Linked DNA regions of Sus scrofa: regions 2, 3, 4 and 5 are each linked to region 1. A link is a contact called in public HiChIP or PLAC-seq data. All regions are on one chromosome and are shown on one strand. The core of a region is the stretch at or near the end of the contact, and the rest is flanking DNA. Distances in the headings are between cores, read along the strand shown.

What was found. HiChIP or PLAC-seq counts read pairs in DNA pulled down with a chosen protein or histone mark.
Region 2: an H3K27ac HiChIP or PLAC-seq map of skeletal muscle shows a contact between it and region 1. The contact joins two enhancer-like sites. A contact is called at or near these places in 2 of 2 datasets of contacts at active chromatin or transcription factors (alveolar macrophages and skeletal muscle).
Region 3: an H3K27ac HiChIP or PLAC-seq map of skeletal muscle shows a contact between it and region 1, with 2.8 times the contacts expected there. The contact joins two enhancer-like sites. A contact is called at or near these places in 4 of 47 Hi-C or Micro-C datasets (embryonic fibroblasts, fibroblasts, heart right ventricle and 1 more) and 2 of 2 datasets of contacts at active chromatin or transcription factors (alveolar macrophages and skeletal muscle).
Region 4: an H3K27ac HiChIP or PLAC-seq map of skeletal muscle shows a contact between it and region 1. The contact joins two enhancer-like sites. A contact is called at or near these places in 1 of 47 Hi-C or Micro-C datasets (skeletal muscle) and 2 of 2 datasets of contacts at active chromatin or transcription factors (alveolar macrophages and skeletal muscle).
Region 5: an H3K27ac HiChIP or PLAC-seq map of skeletal muscle shows a contact between it and region 1. The contact joins two enhancer-like sites. A contact is called at or near these places in 3 of 47 Hi-C or Micro-C datasets (fetal heart ventricle, heart right ventricle and skeletal muscle) and 1 of 2 datasets of contacts at active chromatin or transcription factors (skeletal muscle).

Annotation. Positions count from the first base shown.
Region 1 is chr1:188,276,243-188,279,414 of Sscrofa11.1, reverse strand. No RefSeq gene overlaps it. Among named protein-coding and RNA genes, the nearest start is that of DAAM1, 58 kb to the left of the region's middle. Within about 2 kb of position 1,739, at least 8 of the 83 cell types and tissues checked have an H3K27ac peak or open chromatin away from gene starts, as enhancers often do. A contact at or near this core is called in skeletal muscle, where this site is marked.
Region 2 is chr1:188,512,341-188,515,512 of Sscrofa11.1, reverse strand. All of the region lies in intron 2 of LOC102167425 (a long non-coding RNA gene), which reads left to right. Among named protein-coding and RNA genes, the nearest start is that of GPR135, 69 kb to the left of the region's middle. Within about 2 kb of position 1,547, at least 16 of the 83 cell types and tissues checked have an H3K27ac peak or open chromatin away from gene starts, as enhancers often do. A contact at or near this core is called in skeletal muscle, where this site is marked.
Region 3 is chr1:188,486,588-188,489,759 of Sscrofa11.1, reverse strand. It overlaps DAAM1 (disheveled-associated activator of morphogenesis 1), which reads right to left. Exons shown (of 25, transcript XM_021102694.1): 17 at 2,962-3,046. It overlaps LOC102167425 (a long non-coding RNA gene), which reads left to right. Exons shown (of 3, transcript XR_002347112.1): 3 at 1-2,955. Among named protein-coding and RNA genes, the nearest start is that of GPR135, 94 kb to the left of the region's middle. Within about 2 kb of position 1,674, at least 27 of the 83 cell types and tissues checked have an H3K27ac peak or open chromatin away from gene starts, as enhancers often do. A contact at or near this core is called in skeletal muscle, where this site is marked.
Region 4 is chr1:188,456,508-188,459,679 of Sscrofa11.1, reverse strand. All of the region lies in intron 4 of DAAM1 (disheveled-associated activator of morphogenesis 1), which reads right to left. Among named protein-coding and RNA genes, the nearest start is that of DAAM1, 120 kb to the right of the region's middle. Within about 2 kb of position 1,504, at least 15 of the 83 cell types and tissues checked have an H3K27ac peak or open chromatin away from gene starts, as enhancers often do. A contact at or near this core is called in skeletal muscle, where this site is marked.
Region 5 is chr1:188,430,508-188,433,679 of Sscrofa11.1, reverse strand. All of the region lies in intron 3 of DAAM1 (disheveled-associated activator of morphogenesis 1), which reads right to left. Among named protein-coding and RNA genes, the nearest start is that of DAAM1, 97 kb to the right of the region's middle. Within about 2 kb of position 1,754, at least 14 of the 83 cell types and tissues checked have an H3K27ac peak or open chromatin away from gene starts, as enhancers often do. A contact at or near this core is called in skeletal muscle, where this site is marked.

The sequences.
Region 1 (3,172 bases), core at 490-2,989:
ATTTTTTGAGTTTCTCGAAAGACAGGATAAACACTATCATTTTTGGTTCAAATGCGGAGATTGAATAACAAGTAAATCTTTGGTAAACCCCTTGCAGTCTGGAATTGGCTCAGAAAAAGCAGAAAGGAGAATTCAGCAAAGCCACAAGGATGAGAGCTGTTGGCTGATAAGATGACAACCCCCAAAGTATAGCTGCTGAAGAGATTTATGTGCAAACCTCAGACCACTTGTATTAAGTGATGGGCCCTCAGCATATGCTACCAATCAATTGTTTGTATCCTGTCTGCTGACTTCTTTTAAAGTTAACATCGTTTTTACGTTCGTGTTTGTTATTTCCCCCAACCTTTTATTTTGAAAACATTCAAAACTAGAGAAATGTGGAAAGGATAGTAGGATAAACACCCTTATACCATTCACCTGGATTTGTGGCTTGCTAATGTTTTATCACATTTGTGATACATTTGTGTCTTCTTTGTGTACCTCTCCCCCAGCTATTTGCAAGTAAGTTGCCGCCCCATGTACCTCCCCAAAGCCAGAATGTTCTAGCACAGAAACAATCACCATGCCATTATCACACACCAGGAATTTACCGTGGTTATAAAAATAGTATTTGATTACACAGAACATACTTACAATTTCCACATTGTTCCCAAAATGTCCTTTATAGCTCTTTTGTTTCCGATCTCAGTCCCATCAAGAATAATGGATTATATTTGGTTGTCTTTGTCTCCTTAAATCTAGAACGAGGGTCAGCATTTTCTGTAAAAGATTGGACATAAATACAAATGTTTATATGTAATATAACATATTAGGATGATAACATAAACATTTTAGGCTTTGCAGTTCATACTATTTCTTCCCCAATTATAGCTTCATTGTTGGAGTGCCAAAACAGCCATAGGCGGTACATAAAGGAATGGATGTGGTGATTTTAATAAAATCTTATTTATGGATACCAAATTTTGAAATTCATATAATATTCACATACACAAAGTATATTACTTTTTCTTTTGTTCCTTTTCAACCATTTAAAAATATACAAACCATTCACAGCTCACAGGTTGCAAAAACTGTATGTGACAGGATTTGGACCAGGGATCATAATTTGCTGACTTAATATTTAAAGCAATTCCCTGCCTTTTTTTTTTCTTTTTTTTTTTTTTTTTTGGCTGCTCCTGTGGCATGCAGAAGTTCCCAGGCCAGGATTGAACCTGAGCCTCAGCAGTAACAACACTGGATCCTTAACCTGCTGAGCCACCAAGGAACTCCAACTGCATTTTTCTTTTTTTTAAGCAAACATTTTATTGAAGTATGTGGAAATACATAAAATTTTAAGTGGACTGACCGCTTCATGATGTTTCACAAAGTGAACACACTCACTAAATAAACTCAGAATAAGAAATACCTATGACTTTATTTAAAAAACAAACAAACAATAAAACACTTGTTGGTGTCGCATCTGATGACCTACGAATGGTTAGCACTGGATCCAAGTGTGCAATTATAGATTACTTCTAGAAATGTCTTTGACTGTTATCAGAGTCCCTATACTCTGTCTCCACAACAAGGAGAGCTGCAGTGATCCAAATGTTTCAGTCTTGACAATTAACCTGCCTATTGGGCCAGCCCAGCCAAGCCTCACTTTTGGAGCTATTTCAGAGGGCATGATGACTCCTGTAGTTTCCTTTAACTGCTTACACTCTTGGCCAGCTCTCTCCCAGCAATGTGGATCAGCTCCGAGGGAGGGTGCCCAGGCAGGAAGTTACTATTTTAAGAACAAGCTCAGCCAAAGGTAGACAGCAGAAGAACCCACAGTCTGTCAGGAATGGGCTAAATGCAATTCACTTCTGTCAGAAACTGGCTGTGATGATTTGAAACCAGGACAGAGTCATGAGGGAAGGAAGCCATGGCTCCTGAGGGCTTAACTGGCTGACAAGACCACTCAAGACAATTGCAGTGTCCTGTTTGCTATATTTTATTTGCCATGGGGTGCAAAAATCTCTTGGCTTGGTAAAAACAGAACTTGACCAGGCTCTTTTAGACAGGGGAGTGGTGATGAGTGACTCATGGGATCTCCTTCTGAAACAGAAATAAGCTGCCCCACAAGTTCCCTCTGGTAGGTCCCAGATTTCCTATTTAGCCTGGGCATTTTAAGTCTGTTTACAGTGTTTCTAGGGATTATTCTCAGTATGAAGAGGGGGTTAATGCTTTCTTTCGGGACACAGAGCCTAGCATCAGTTGCATCTTCTCTGAAGATGGCAGAATTGGGTGGATGCTGGTTTAGGAAATCTGTCTTAATGTGAGAGATGTACAAATACATGATGGTCCAAACTTGAGCCTCAGCACGTGGGCTCAGTTACTCAGTTTTATACAAGCAAATTTGTTTGCAGAAGCTTAATCCCAAGGCTGGGTCCACTGCGGGACTTTAATAATCCCCTAGAGGATCTCACACTCACATTCCAAAATAAAGACTGCATTTGAGAGGCTCGAATTCAACACCAAAGAATTGATCAGACTAGGGACCCAGTTTCTCTTCTGAGGTTCTCAAGCTCTTCGTTTTTCCTTCTACTCTCTGACCTAATTTTATCTTTATCTCTAGCACCTGCCCCCCCAACCCCAAGCTATTTTCATTTGGCTGAAAGAATTTAATTTTTTTTTTGTCTTTTTAGGGCCACTCCTGTGGTATATGGAGGTTCCCAGGCTAGGGGTCTAATCAGAGATGTAGCTGCTAGCCTATGCTCAGCCACAGCAATGTGGGATCTGAGCCTCATTTGTGACCTACATCACAGCTCACGGCAACGCTGGAACCTTAAGTCACTGAGCGAGGCCAGGGATCAAAACTGTGTCCTCATGGATGCTAGTCAGATTTGTTTCTGCTGAGCCATAAAGGGAACTCCACATTTAATTATTAAGCTCTTCAATTTTGTCAAGATTTTTTTTAATGTTCACATTCCCAATAATAAAATGGCACAGTTAAACTAAACAAAATGGCAGAGGATCTTTAATAGAGAAGAGAAACCAATCAGATATAATGTATCAGGGAATTCTGGTTTGGAAAGGAAAAACAAAGATGCGATGAATCCTGGTAGCTTTTTCTTTTTATTTATCACAGAGCAACAAGATGATGGCCTTTCTTCTTTTCATTTATGATAGGGCAGAGTTATGGTTGTTA
Region 2 (3,172 bases), core at 298-2,797, 240 kb before region 1:
GTGATACAATTATCTTCCAGTTTGTGAGTCACCCACCTGGTGGACATGGGATTTGATTATAAAAGGAATGTGTAGTTCCCACCATCTCACTGTAGTTTCTTCTTTGTCTTTGGATGTAAAATATCTTTTTTTTTTGTTAATTTCCAGTCTTTTTTGTTGATGATTGTTCAGCAGTTAGTTGTGATTTTTGGTTTTTGTGAGAGAAGGTGAGCTCGAGTCCTTCTACTCTACCATCTTGTCTCCAATCCTGTGGGAAGATAGATTGCTGGCTCATTATGAAAGATATATCTCAGAACAGCCCAATGGAAGAGATGCAAAGGGAAGGTATGGAGTAAATTCTTAGAGCTTCTGTGCCTTTTCCTGTCTGCCATACTCCCCAAATTTCCATGTGTTCCTAGTTCTGGACTTCTGATGGTATCTCTGATGGGATGGATGGTCATTCAGTCTGAGATGTTAGTGCCTCTAAGAATGGGTAGATTTCATTTGTAATGAGACATTCTGTCCAACTGCTGTTAGTTAAAGGAGTTTGGAGGTTCTCTACAGGTTTGAAAAAGTGGAATCAGTGTTTTGGTGACTTTGACCCATTGTTTGCAGCCCTACCTTCTGGTGAAATATATTATAAATTTTCTCTCTGCACATATTCGAGGCCAACTGTCATACCTCCTTCATAATTTGTTTTGTGAGCCAAAAGTTTGTCAGTGGATTCTTCTGAGCCAGTTTTTAAACTGCCTTATGGGATGCATTTTCATGGCATTTAAAATGCATTGTCTGGGAGAACACAGCACTCCAGCTGTGGCCACTCCTGTGAAGAGAGCAGTGGGCCCATCCAGTGGGTTTGATTTTTTTTTTCCTTCCTCCTTTTCCAACCTCTTTCTGCCTTGCCATAACTTGTACAGAGAAAATCCATGCCAATGGAATACATAGATTTTATGACTAAATGAACACATGTGGTTTTGGTACATCCTTGATAGGATTCTGAAAATCTGTGTTATTGTAGTTGCTTGGTAAAAAAGGGAAAACCCTGGAATGAACCCCTTTACATTTCTTCTCTAAGCAGTTGCACAACTGTTCAATAGTGGAATCAGGGCAGACTTTAATTCTAGTTAGTAAGTTGGCTGAAGTGAGGTCCTAGCACCCAGGGACCAGGACCTCAGAGGCAGGACCATGGCATCCCGTGATGAGAAATTTTAGAGCTGCTCTGCTTTTCCCAAAAAGAGAAGTGAAGGCATTGAGGAAGCTCTCGGCAGTGCCAGCTCATGTAGGCTGGCCACAGCCAATTCTGGAACTCTGACTGATCAGGTTCTAGTGTGTCACTTAGAAACTGGGGCAAGGACACTTGTGAGCAGTCTTCTGTGGGGAGTACTTTAATGTTTTAATTTTAACTGCGGGTCATTCCAGGAGTGATCATGGTCACCTGCACCAAATGCTAGTGAAGGAAAGTCCATGCCACTTGCCCTCAAACCATCCTTTCTCCAGAGCATGTGGTGAGGTGCCCTTCCCCACTGCCTTAATCCTTTGTCAGCAACTCAGTGACAGAGGGCCAGCATGACCCGTCCTAGTTGTTCCTCCAGCAGACTTGGAAGGCCAAGCTCTTGTATGAACTCACCAGCCATAAAAATGTCAGGTCACTCAACAGCTGCTACATTTCAGGGTCGAATCACTCACATTCAAGGCAGTAGGAGAAGACTGTTTTCTGTAATAGGCTTTTAAAGAGAATTCCAAATAATGTGGCCTTTATGATGGAGGAGTAACTAACAAAACTGGTTTGGGGGAAGGAAGAAAGGGAGAGAGGGGAGGGGCAGGCTCTTCCCGGGAGCCTGATGACAATCACCTTGCAGAAACTATCTTAATCTGCAAATCCTAAAGTTTATGAGCTGGGTAGACTAATAAGCATGACTAGCTCACTAGTGACCAGCCCTTCCTTTTATTTCTGCACCACACCCCCCAACCCTGCCCCAGCTTCTGAAGTGAAGAGCTGAGAAATAAGGTCCTATTGGTCTAAGAGTTAACCCTGAGCTTTTAGAGACTGGGCTGAAGTCTCAAAGTGTTTTTGGTGATACACCCAGATGTGAATAGACTGGGGCAGTCAGAGGGCCCCATAAGTTATCAAAGGGAGTTTAGCTGAGGGGTGTGTGTGCAGAGGAAGAGGGCAACATTGCATGGTTTGGTAGGGAAGTGTCTGGCCAGCAACTGGTAGGGATACCTCCTTCTCTTCCTGTCCTGTCTTCCCGAGTCATCACTCAGCATTGCAGTCACCTCCTTTCTCCAGGCACCCCTCCCACCCCAGGAGCGTCAGAGTGTCCCTGAAATCTCACTAGTCAGGACTGCTTCTCTAACACTAGAGGCGGGGGTGGGAAGATGGGGGCGAGAACATTAAGGGGATTGTAGAGTACTTTGCCACAGAAATGTCCTCACATGACCATAATGGGTGTAAATGAAATGGGAGAAGGTACTAAAGATCAGTACAGAGCTACTGCCTTTCTTCCTCCACCCAGTGAAATAAACCACAGGCAAAGAAGCAGAGAAAACACATGCTTTATTTAAATGACATGGGAAAATTATACTTTGGAACCTTTCTTTCTTTCCCATGAAAAGCAAAAACACATCAAGATTTGATTAAAATAATGATCTCCATTGTCAAAACCCCCTAGTGTGCAATCCTGTGTTCATGTTGTTTGTTTGTTACCGTGGAAACACACAGTTGATTGCTATGGACAAAAGCATGTGAGGAAAGAGGCCAAAGGTTAGATCTGATATTTTCTGGACAAGACAAATGAAAAGCAACTGACTGGTCTTTGCTATGGAAAATATGAAAATCCTTATAAACTTCCTTCCCTCCAGGGGTTCCAAGCTTTCTCCAAGATAAAGATTTTATAGATTTTTTTTTTTTTTTTTTTTGTCTTTCTGCCATTTCTAGGGCCGCTCCCACGGCATATGGAGGTTCCCAGGCTAGGGGTTGAATCGGAGCTGTAGCCTCTGGCCTACGCCAGAGCCACATCAACGCGGGATCCAAGCCGCGTCTGCAACCTACACCACAGCTCACGGCAACACTGGATCATTAACCCACTGAGCAAGGGCAGGGACTGAACCCACAACCTCATGGTTCCTAGTTGGATTCGTTAACCACTGCGCCATGACGGGAACTCCCAAGATTTTATAGATTTTAAGCCAT
Region 3 (3,172 bases), core at 425-2,924, 210 kb before region 1:
AAGAGAAGAAGGTGGTTCATCACGGGGCCAGTGAGCATTGATGTCATGCACCACCAAGAAGTCGAGGAAGATAAGGGACTGCAGAGTGTCCCCTGGCTCTGTCAACAGGAAAGTGAGTGTCCTTAGTGAGAAGAGCTTTGAAGAAGAAGGACTAGAGCAAGGTGAGGAAAAGCAAATGGGTGAGTGCAGACAAGCTTTTCAAGAACTTGCTGTGTCAAAAAGGAGAAAATGGGAGTTCCTGTTGTGGCTCAGTGGAAACGAACCCGACTAGTATCCATGAGGACTCAGATTCGATCCCTGGCCTCGCTCGGTGGGGTTAAAATCCAGTGTTGCCATGAGCTATGGAGAAGGTCACAGACAAGGCTCAGATCGGTGTTGCTGTGGCTGAGGCATAGGCCAGCGGCTACAGCTCCATTAGACCCCTATCCTGGGAACCTCCATATGCTGCATGTACTGCCCTAAAAAGACCAAAAAAAAAAAAAAAAAAAAAAGTGGCAGAGAGGGATGTGTAGCCTTAAGAAGTGTGTATGTATGAAGGGCTGGGACTTGAACATGTGACATACAGAGAGGGCGAGGTGGGAGACTGAGGGGAGAGGGGTAGGATCCTCTGACTGGGTGGGGTCCCCAAGGAGAAAGAAAGGAAGGGTCGGAGCCGAAGCCCCGTCAGATGGAAACACTGGACGGGACAGGCAGCATCGTACTCTTCCTCAGAGCAGGAGGCGAGACAAGGGAGGAGGAAGAGAGGACAAAGCTTGTTTTCCCATTTGGATTGTTTCCTTCTTGGGAACAATCCTTTCTTTCCTGGACAAGGAAATTCAGTTCTAGTTTCATGGGACCCCCCAGAGCTGCCCCCCGGAGCCCACAGGCCCCTGTTCGGGATAACAAGTCACCAACTCTTTCTCGTTACAAGAGTACGGGGGCAAGGCCCAGGCCTCCTCAAGGCAGAGTCGAGAACAAGTAGTACAGACGGTGTATAGGCAGCTTTGAGAGGAATGAAGAGTCAGGGGAACACTGGGGATGAGGAGAAAGGTATGCTTTCCAAGAAGAGTGTGTGGGAGTTCCCGCTGTAGTGCAGTGGGTTAAGAATCCAACTGCAGTGGTTCAGGTTTGATCTCCGGCCCAGGAACTTCCATATGCCATGGGTGAGGCCATTTAAAAAAAAAAAAAGAGGAGTGTATGGATCCCATCTGAGATCTGAACTCAGCAGCTAAAAGCAGCTGGAGAGGAAGGGATGAAAGTGGCTCAAATGCAGATCATAATGCGGAGTAAAGAAAGGGGAAGGAGGGTAGAAAAAGGAAGAAAAAAAAAAAGAGCTTGGGAGACAGCAGACTGAGACACGCAGAACTATCCAGAGAGCCCAGGTCAAAAGTATCCCACTTGGCCAGATACTACTTCAGTAGACTGATCTTCTTACTTGTATTTATTTGAAGTATGTTCTATTTGTACTACAAGCCCTTTTGGCAAGATTTTGAAATCCTTCCCCTCAAGGAGAAACTTTGCTGGATGCAATCTCACAGTAAACAGATCATGTGGAATTTTAAACGTACGACCTTGTCGATAGAGGCTGAAAAGCTAGGGACTAAAGCAGCTTTCTGCCCGGTTCCTCACTCTGGAGGAAGCAGCTCCTGTGAAGGCTTGTGGAGCGCAGGGTTGCCTGGGAGCTGGGGAGGGGCAGAGGGCCTGCACTCTCTGGGGGCGGAGACAATGTTTTGACTGGTATTCTGGAGTGGGGAGTGCCAGAGGAGCTGCAAAATGCTCAAAAAAAGGAATTTTAGGTTTAGCAATACTTTTAAGCTATTTATACACAGAGCATCCTAACAGACTTGGAGACATAGTCATTACCTATTTTGGGAACTAAATCAAACCATATACAAGGACACAGGAAGAGTTTTTCCTGGGCTGAGTGTGAGGGTTCTTACCCAGGATGACTGTGGAGGCAGAGGTGTCAGGGAGGGGCGGGTCCATTGAGTTATGGTGACACTGCACAAGTCATCCCCTCCCGCCCCATTGCCTTGCAACTGAGGCCTTCTGAGCAGACAGAATTGACTTAGGAGACTGTCCCCACAAAGCACAGAAAAGCTGACTTAGGAGACTGTCCCCACAAAGCACAGAAAAGCTTAGGCCCAGAGTGAGAGATCACTAACACTCCTGGGCTACCTGCTGGTGCAACACCAACAGTATCATTCGGGAGAGAACTCAGCCAAGCTGCTGAACAACACGGGACACAGTGGGAGGGGCTGCATGGGGTGTATCATGGAAATGACAAGAGGCTGGGTCACTACATCTGACTGGTTGGTGCCTGGCCATGAAAAATACAAATTATCTTCAAATACCAAGCACAAGGATGTATACCAATTGCATATAAATCTATCCCATACTTGCTAGGCAAGGCATTTGAATTGACTGCCACTTCTCATACAACTCACAGAGATAAGACCAGCCCCAAGCAGTTTACCCCCCACCTTATGACACCTGAGAGTGTTTTGATGAAGATGACAGTGCTAAGGGTTTCACAGTGGCTTTTGTGGTTGTGAGAATGGTGAGCCAAGACCAAGACATACTTGTGTCATGGCTTAAGCACTGAATCAGTATATGCAATGCACTCTGTGATCTCACAGGGCTGAGAGTCTCGATATCCTGTGAAATAGATGCTTTCCTTCAAAGCTAGTAGATTATAAGACCTGCTAAGGAATAACAAGTGTGACAGCAGCAGGAGAGACAGATTCTGGCGCCGAGGGTCCTAGGCATTTGATAAACTCGGGACCATCCTTCTCACCCATCATTTTGAGAAACAGGAGACTCAAGTCATAATGTCTTCTAACAGAGCCACATGGAACCTTGGTTCAACCTCCTTGATTCTGAGGCAAGGATATGGTCTACTGGCAACAACCAAGTCTCCCCAGGATACCCCTCCAGAGAGTCTGGGGTCACCTGTGCTCTGAGAGTTGCCTGGCAGCTCACCTGTTCCAACATGTCCTTGGGCAGATCCTCCTGCTCATCCATGGTGAGAATTGCCCGTTTGATTTCATCATTGGATAGTTTCAACCTGGAGAAAGAATATTTGTTGTTAATTTTGAATATCAGAAAGTTAATACAAGATAACTCGTTTTGCTACTCCAGCTGCTGATCTTCAAGTGCTGTTCTTCTCAAAATCTCTCAGGGAAAGCTTATT
Region 4 (3,172 bases), core at 255-2,754, 180 kb before region 1:
TCCTTAAACTTAGTCACGCAAAACCCTCCCACCAAATTAAAGACTACACACGTTTCTTACTGTGGTTCATTAATACTAAGTAAAGATGTGCATATTTTTCCTTTTAACAATCTTGGAGAGGGTGGAATAGCCAAATAAAGGCAGACTACATTAAGTCTCTCCCCAAAGGCAATGGGAGATTTATGGAGAGTCAAGAAATTTAAATTGTTACTTTCTTTCCCAATATAAAGACTATTACTTGCCTCCCCAAACAGAAGACAGTATGCTCTTTTCTTTGTGTAATAATATTAGAGTTGCATCGAAGATTTTTACTATAGTGAGGAAACTGAGGCTATGCAGATGAACCTGATATTCTAATGTGACTTTTCAAAATGAAATAATTTATATAACGTTCAAGTTTTCAAGCTTTACATTCAGCAAGAAGTCTAAGTTTGCAGCTTTTCCTAGAAAGGGGAGATATGCCTACATTTCTGAAGATGGCGGCTAGGCCAGACATCCAGTCTGCGCCTTGGCATATCCTGGACAGGCCTGTGGCGGCCTTTTTGGGTGCTCTACACATTTACTAAATCTCTGCTCACATGAGAAGTGGGCAAAGGACAAAGTGCATCCTGGCAGAGGATCTTCTGGTTAAAGCTGCTAAGGTTTACACTAGAACAGACAGGGCTGAGAGCGATGCACAAATTGGGCACAGAGACCACTCCTGGCTAGGAGTCTGGAACTAAGCTCCTGTTTGAAACATTTCACTGGTGTGAAATCAGTAAGCCAACCCGCTAAGCACGCTGAACTTCACCTTACATTCTCCCTCCCTGAGAGCACATGTAGAAGCCGCACAGCAAGAAAGCCCAGGTCTTTCTGGAACACACACTCTTTTATTATACTGTTTTTCACTCTTTTAAAGCCAACAGATCACTCGGGGGTCCTTTAAAGAACAAAGCATTTTTGTTAAGAGGCTTCTGTAAAGTAACTGAACTTGTTCCACAAAGGGCTTCACAGACCAGTAAGTGCTGTGGTTCTCAACCTGGACTGTTTATCAGACCCTCCAGATGCCTGCCCCCATCTCAGAAAAGCTGGGAGGTGGGGCCGTGGGTGGGATTACCAGACCTCTTTTATGTGCCAAAGGATTCTAAAAACTGAGCCAGTGAGAGGCAAACTGGAAAGGAGTCTTTGAGCTGAGATGGACAGATGTAGATTCCAGCTCTACTATTTCTAATGAGATGACCTTGGGCAAGGTGACCCTCCTCTGAGCCTCAGGCTCCTTATCTATTAATAGTACTTGTAGCACAGGGTGCTTGTAAGGACTGAAAACAGCATGTAAAGTGCCTGTTATACTGCCTGTCACAGATGTACACAGCAGCAGCAGTTGCTATAGATGCTGAAGACAATGGATGATGACAATGTGGATAAATGGCCTTCAACAATTTCTGAAGCAGAGAGCCAGAGTGTAGCTGCCAGGCCATGAAAGGATCTGGAGGAATCACATGCCTTTCCAGTCCCCAGGGACCATGTCTTAGGATTTCTGCTGCATGCTGTCAGGATTCTTTCAATCAGAGAGACCAACTAGAACTACAGGAGGAGGCAGTGGCAACAAATATGGTGAGCAAGACAGAAGACTCAGCATTGGGTTTCTGGTCTTATCAGGCCTCCTTGTTCCTTTATGTACGCAGGAGGAGCCCTCTTTATTTCATCGTCTTTTACCCTTAACCCTGGAAAGATGCTGGCTCTGTCCTTATAGGAGCATTAGAAAGTTTTGTTAGGTTTAAAACCCATAAAGAATAGCAACGTGACTGTCCATTTAACAGCCTTGAGAGGCTCCTGGAAAGGGCTTTGGATTAGGAAGCAAATATAATTAAAATACAGACAACTCATGAGTGTAACAAAAGATTGTCCAAGGAACTGGACGAAGGAGAAGGGAGGCCCTTAGAGAAGTGCCACATGTTGGCACATCACAGGCCAGACCTCACTCTGGACAAGGCCTGGGCTTCGTCGCTAACATACAAGTTAACCTAAGTGCCCCAAAATTTGAAGAAAGGAAAAATCCATAGTTATTTAGTAGTTCTCCATTGATGGAAGTGAATTCACTAACAAAGGGGCAACTTCTCTTGTTAGACATCAAACAAAGCTGACTTAATTTGAAAGCGAGACTATCTGCCTGACAGCTCTTTCGTTCTCTACTAGCTAAGAACAAGAATTCGGAAAATAACCTTTACGTACAGGAAATGTAAATGGCTCAACATTACTAGTGCTTAGGCAGATGCAGAGAAAATCCCTGATGGTCATTACAAGCCTCCTGTTTTGCTAACATATTCACACAAATGCTGAGATCACCCTTTTCTCATCCTTGCCATGTATAGGATGCCTGGTATAAGGATTTGATAGCTATCTTCTGTTCTTTTCTGCTGTGTTTTTAGGCGAGAAACCCTTGAGGCAAAAGCTTATGCAGTTCCTTCTATAATTTATACAGCCCTGTTCACGTTCACAGGCTGTTTATTATTCACTGTGTGACAGCAGAAGAAGCATCTTCAAAGAAAAAGTCAGAAAAGAGGAAGTTACTAAAAGTCAAGGCCTCAAAGTTTAGCAAAAGCGTGATGGTTCACATATTCTAGTCAGTTTTTAACTTTTGCAGCAGCAGCAAAAATTAGACAATCTAAAATGTTTGCTCTATGAGATAAGAAACTAATTCTCCACAAGGACTCTGGGGACAGCAGGAAAGGGAGAGGTATGGAAAAGTATTATGGAAGCTATCATCTGCTTGAACATAATAAACTCATAGTTGGACCTAACAGATTAACTCTTAAAATTCTGAGTTTGCCCACTGAGGCAAAGACTGCGCTACTGTGGACAACATCCACTTTTTAACAACATGATTAGAGTTTAAGCTATTAAGGCTCAAATGCTGATGACATGTTTTCTGCTGTCATTTCAGCTGGATCAACAGATACCCCTCACTCAGATCCCACTGACATCACCAAGCCATCCAACGTGATCAGAATGCATATTTTAGACATTGACAATGCATTTTTAGCAATTACTGACCCCCAAATCCCAAGTACTGAAGATTTCCCAAGGACATCTCAGCATTATTATTATTATACCTTTTCATTAAAGCACTTATTCAATGAACTTCTTTTGTTATTTGTGTGAGTAAAACAGTACCTTGGTACCCTGTAAGATC
Region 5 (3,172 bases), core at 505-3,004, 150 kb before region 1:
AGGATGAATTATACACCAATGAGCCCTTTACCAACTGCATTGACTCACTGAGCAAAGCACCAGATCCTCAAAGCCTTGTACTCATAAGGAACAGTAATGTTTCAATCTGGCATTATATACACATATCCTTGAAATACACAGATAAGACAGGCAGTTTCAGAGCCTGAAGATATCAATTGTCCTCTAGTTACTGGGCTTCCCTCATCTACTCAGAGAAGTAGATGGGGAACGATAGCCCGATTATATTTCTGATCATTATTACTTCTGCCACCAACTGGAATCCATTATCAGGGTAAAGGCTGGAGACCAAACCAGGTGCTTCTAAAGAAGTCTAGCAGTACAGTTACTGACATTTAGTTGTCTTACTTTTACAGGCTCCCTCTCCCGAATCTTGACATCTAGCAAAGTGGGTACCTGAAAACCCAAAGCCCACTCTACTGCCTATTCAAACAACTACATTTAAGAAGGAAGAGAAGCAGACCTGCTTCTCTTCCTTCTTAAACCTTCCAGGTCGAACACACAGCCATTGCTTCTGGTCCCAGCCTACCCACTGCAGCTTTTCATCAGGAGACTGGAACAACCAGAGGATTAACGTACCCTCATCCCCTTTGTCGTCTACCAGCTTGTTTGCCTTACGGTTATGGAGAAGACCAATGGTTCCTTTCGTCTACACTTCTACTACTTTAGCATATGTTCCTTTCACTCTGTGTTCTGATCAAACCACTGCCTCCTCATGCTCTAAACACAGGAGGGCCTCAACTCTCCGGGGTCTGAAAGATACTGAGGACCATTCATTTTGTGTGTGTGGTGAAAGGAGAATTCCTTCTTGTGGAGTGGTGTGGGGATGTGACCCAGTACAGGGAGTGAATAAAAAGCATCAGGAGGGTTTTCAGCCAGTTTTCCTAAATGTCTTTGGAACATACCAAGCACCAGATCCCACAAAGCTTAACGGCTCAACTGCAGCCAGGTTAGACAAGATTCTTTAATTAAACTAGAGTCAAACATAAACTCAGCAGCAGAGTAAAAGCTTGCCTTCTCCAAAGTAGACCTCGAAAGACATCGAAATGGAATATGGAGAATCCAGAGCCATTTACTTAAGTCTTGACTTAGGGATCAGAAATGGAAGGAGGAAAAATCAGGGGCAGTTATCAAATTCTGATCTTTGCTGCTTCAAATATCTGATATTACTATAGCCAACTGCATCTAACCCTATTCACTTACTTTATCAACTCTTAGGCTCAAGGAGGGGGGACAAGTATTTCCTGGACCCTTGTAAGGACTGGTTAAGTGACACAACTAGTGCAACTGCTCCTGTGAAGAAGTCTGATTAAAGAAGATTTCTGCCTGCACTGACAGGATTGCTGTTGCCATAACACAACATGTATGCCATCTTAGCTTCTCCCCCTTACTTTTCCCAGGGTTTAAAAATCATGTTAACAATAAGCAAATACGGCACGGCCAGATGCCTTTCGTGGTCAGATGGTGCATTGTTTAAAAAGCTTCAGTTTAAAATCCAAAAGATTGTTAACAGATGCAGTTTCTGGCTGGAGACTGGGAAAAACCTCACTTAAACAAAAGAGTATGTTGTGATTGGAACTAAATAGGGAATTACCTTTAAAGATAAGAACCACAAACATTTCCTATTTGAAAATACCCCCAGCCCCACCAACAGAACCCTTTTTTGGGGCCTTTCATAAAAGTTAAAAAACGAGACGGTGGATTGCTACACACAACAACCCCATGGCTGACCAACCAGCCCAGTCACTTGTATAGAGTTGTGTGGACTTTCAACAAAGGCCGTGACATCCATCTCTTGCTCTCCCCCAGATTACTCAATTAGGCACCATTCCAATTAATTTCTTTCCCGTTCTTTTAGCCCTAGAAATATTTTTTGCAGTTTTCACTTTGGCTCTGGAAATGGGTTTTCAACCAAAGGACTCAGAGCGGTTTGAGAAATGAACACAGAGCTTGATAAGCAGAGAGCCACGGCTGGGACTCAGGGCCCTAGTGGATGGAAAAGAGCCACTTGGCCGAGAAAAGCCTGGCCCCATCTTCAGTTCCCAGTCCTGTTTGCCTCCACAATGCTGTGTACTTTTACACAGAAAGCCTGCTTTTCACCAACTCATGTGTCTGTTTCTGTTGGCCTTCATGGGCCCTTATTCTACGGCTTCACTATGTGTGAGAACATTGGTGATGCCATAGGTTCTAATCTTGAAAGATGGAAAGTCTGAAGGAGCCACAGGGGTGGAGCTTTCCCTTGGCCTGAGAAATGGATGTGGTTGGTCTTGCTGGTGACAAGCCAGATTTGAAAAGGCCACAAAAGAGATGGTCCAAGGAAAACAGTCTGTTCTTGGTGTTAAGGACGGCCACCATGGGTTTCGTTCTGAGAGAGGGAAACCTGTCCTGTAGGGGATCACCTTCTCTGGAGAGAGGCAAACTCGTGTCCTTCTCATGCCTAGGTTTTTGTATTCTCTTATTTCTTTTATGACAGTGCGCCCAACAATCAGTTTCAGATCAAAGGCACAGTAGAGCATTAAGAGTCTGAGAAGCTCACATCAAGAAAATCCTTAGTCAAGCCATTTTAAAGTAAGGCAGATCTATAAGCCTGTGGGATTCTCCAAAGAGTTAAGATGACTTTCCCACTCAGCCACCCCACTGCTAAGTAATAAAAGGAACCCACGCTATTGGAATGAAGCTCACGGGGGAACTGCTTTCCCAACGATCAGTGCAATGGGGCCAGGTGGTCACAGGAAGAACCCATCCGTCAGGAAATGGGGTTCTGAGGCCAGTGGCCACATCCAGATCCATCCACCTACAAAGCCAACCCTGCCATGCACACAGGAGACAAAGTTTGCTAGGGGATTTGATAGGCCTGGAAATTGAAAAATGAGCAGCAGCTGCGAGCCCAAGGTCATTACTATCCCCAGGGGTTCGCCTTTTCGATCTAAGGGGCAGTAGTTTCCATGATTAACTTCGAATTGCTGTCAAGGGTGTAATAAAATCTGGGAAAGAAGAAAACTTTCCCCTCAGTAATCTGCTCCCATTTTCCTGCCGTTTCCCTTCCTCCAGCGCATATTCTCAATCCCCACTTCATGTCGTTTCCTAGTTGCAAGAAAAAAATCTGCACTCGGATGAGCCAAAATAGACAATGTCCTCTGTGTACTCAGGCACT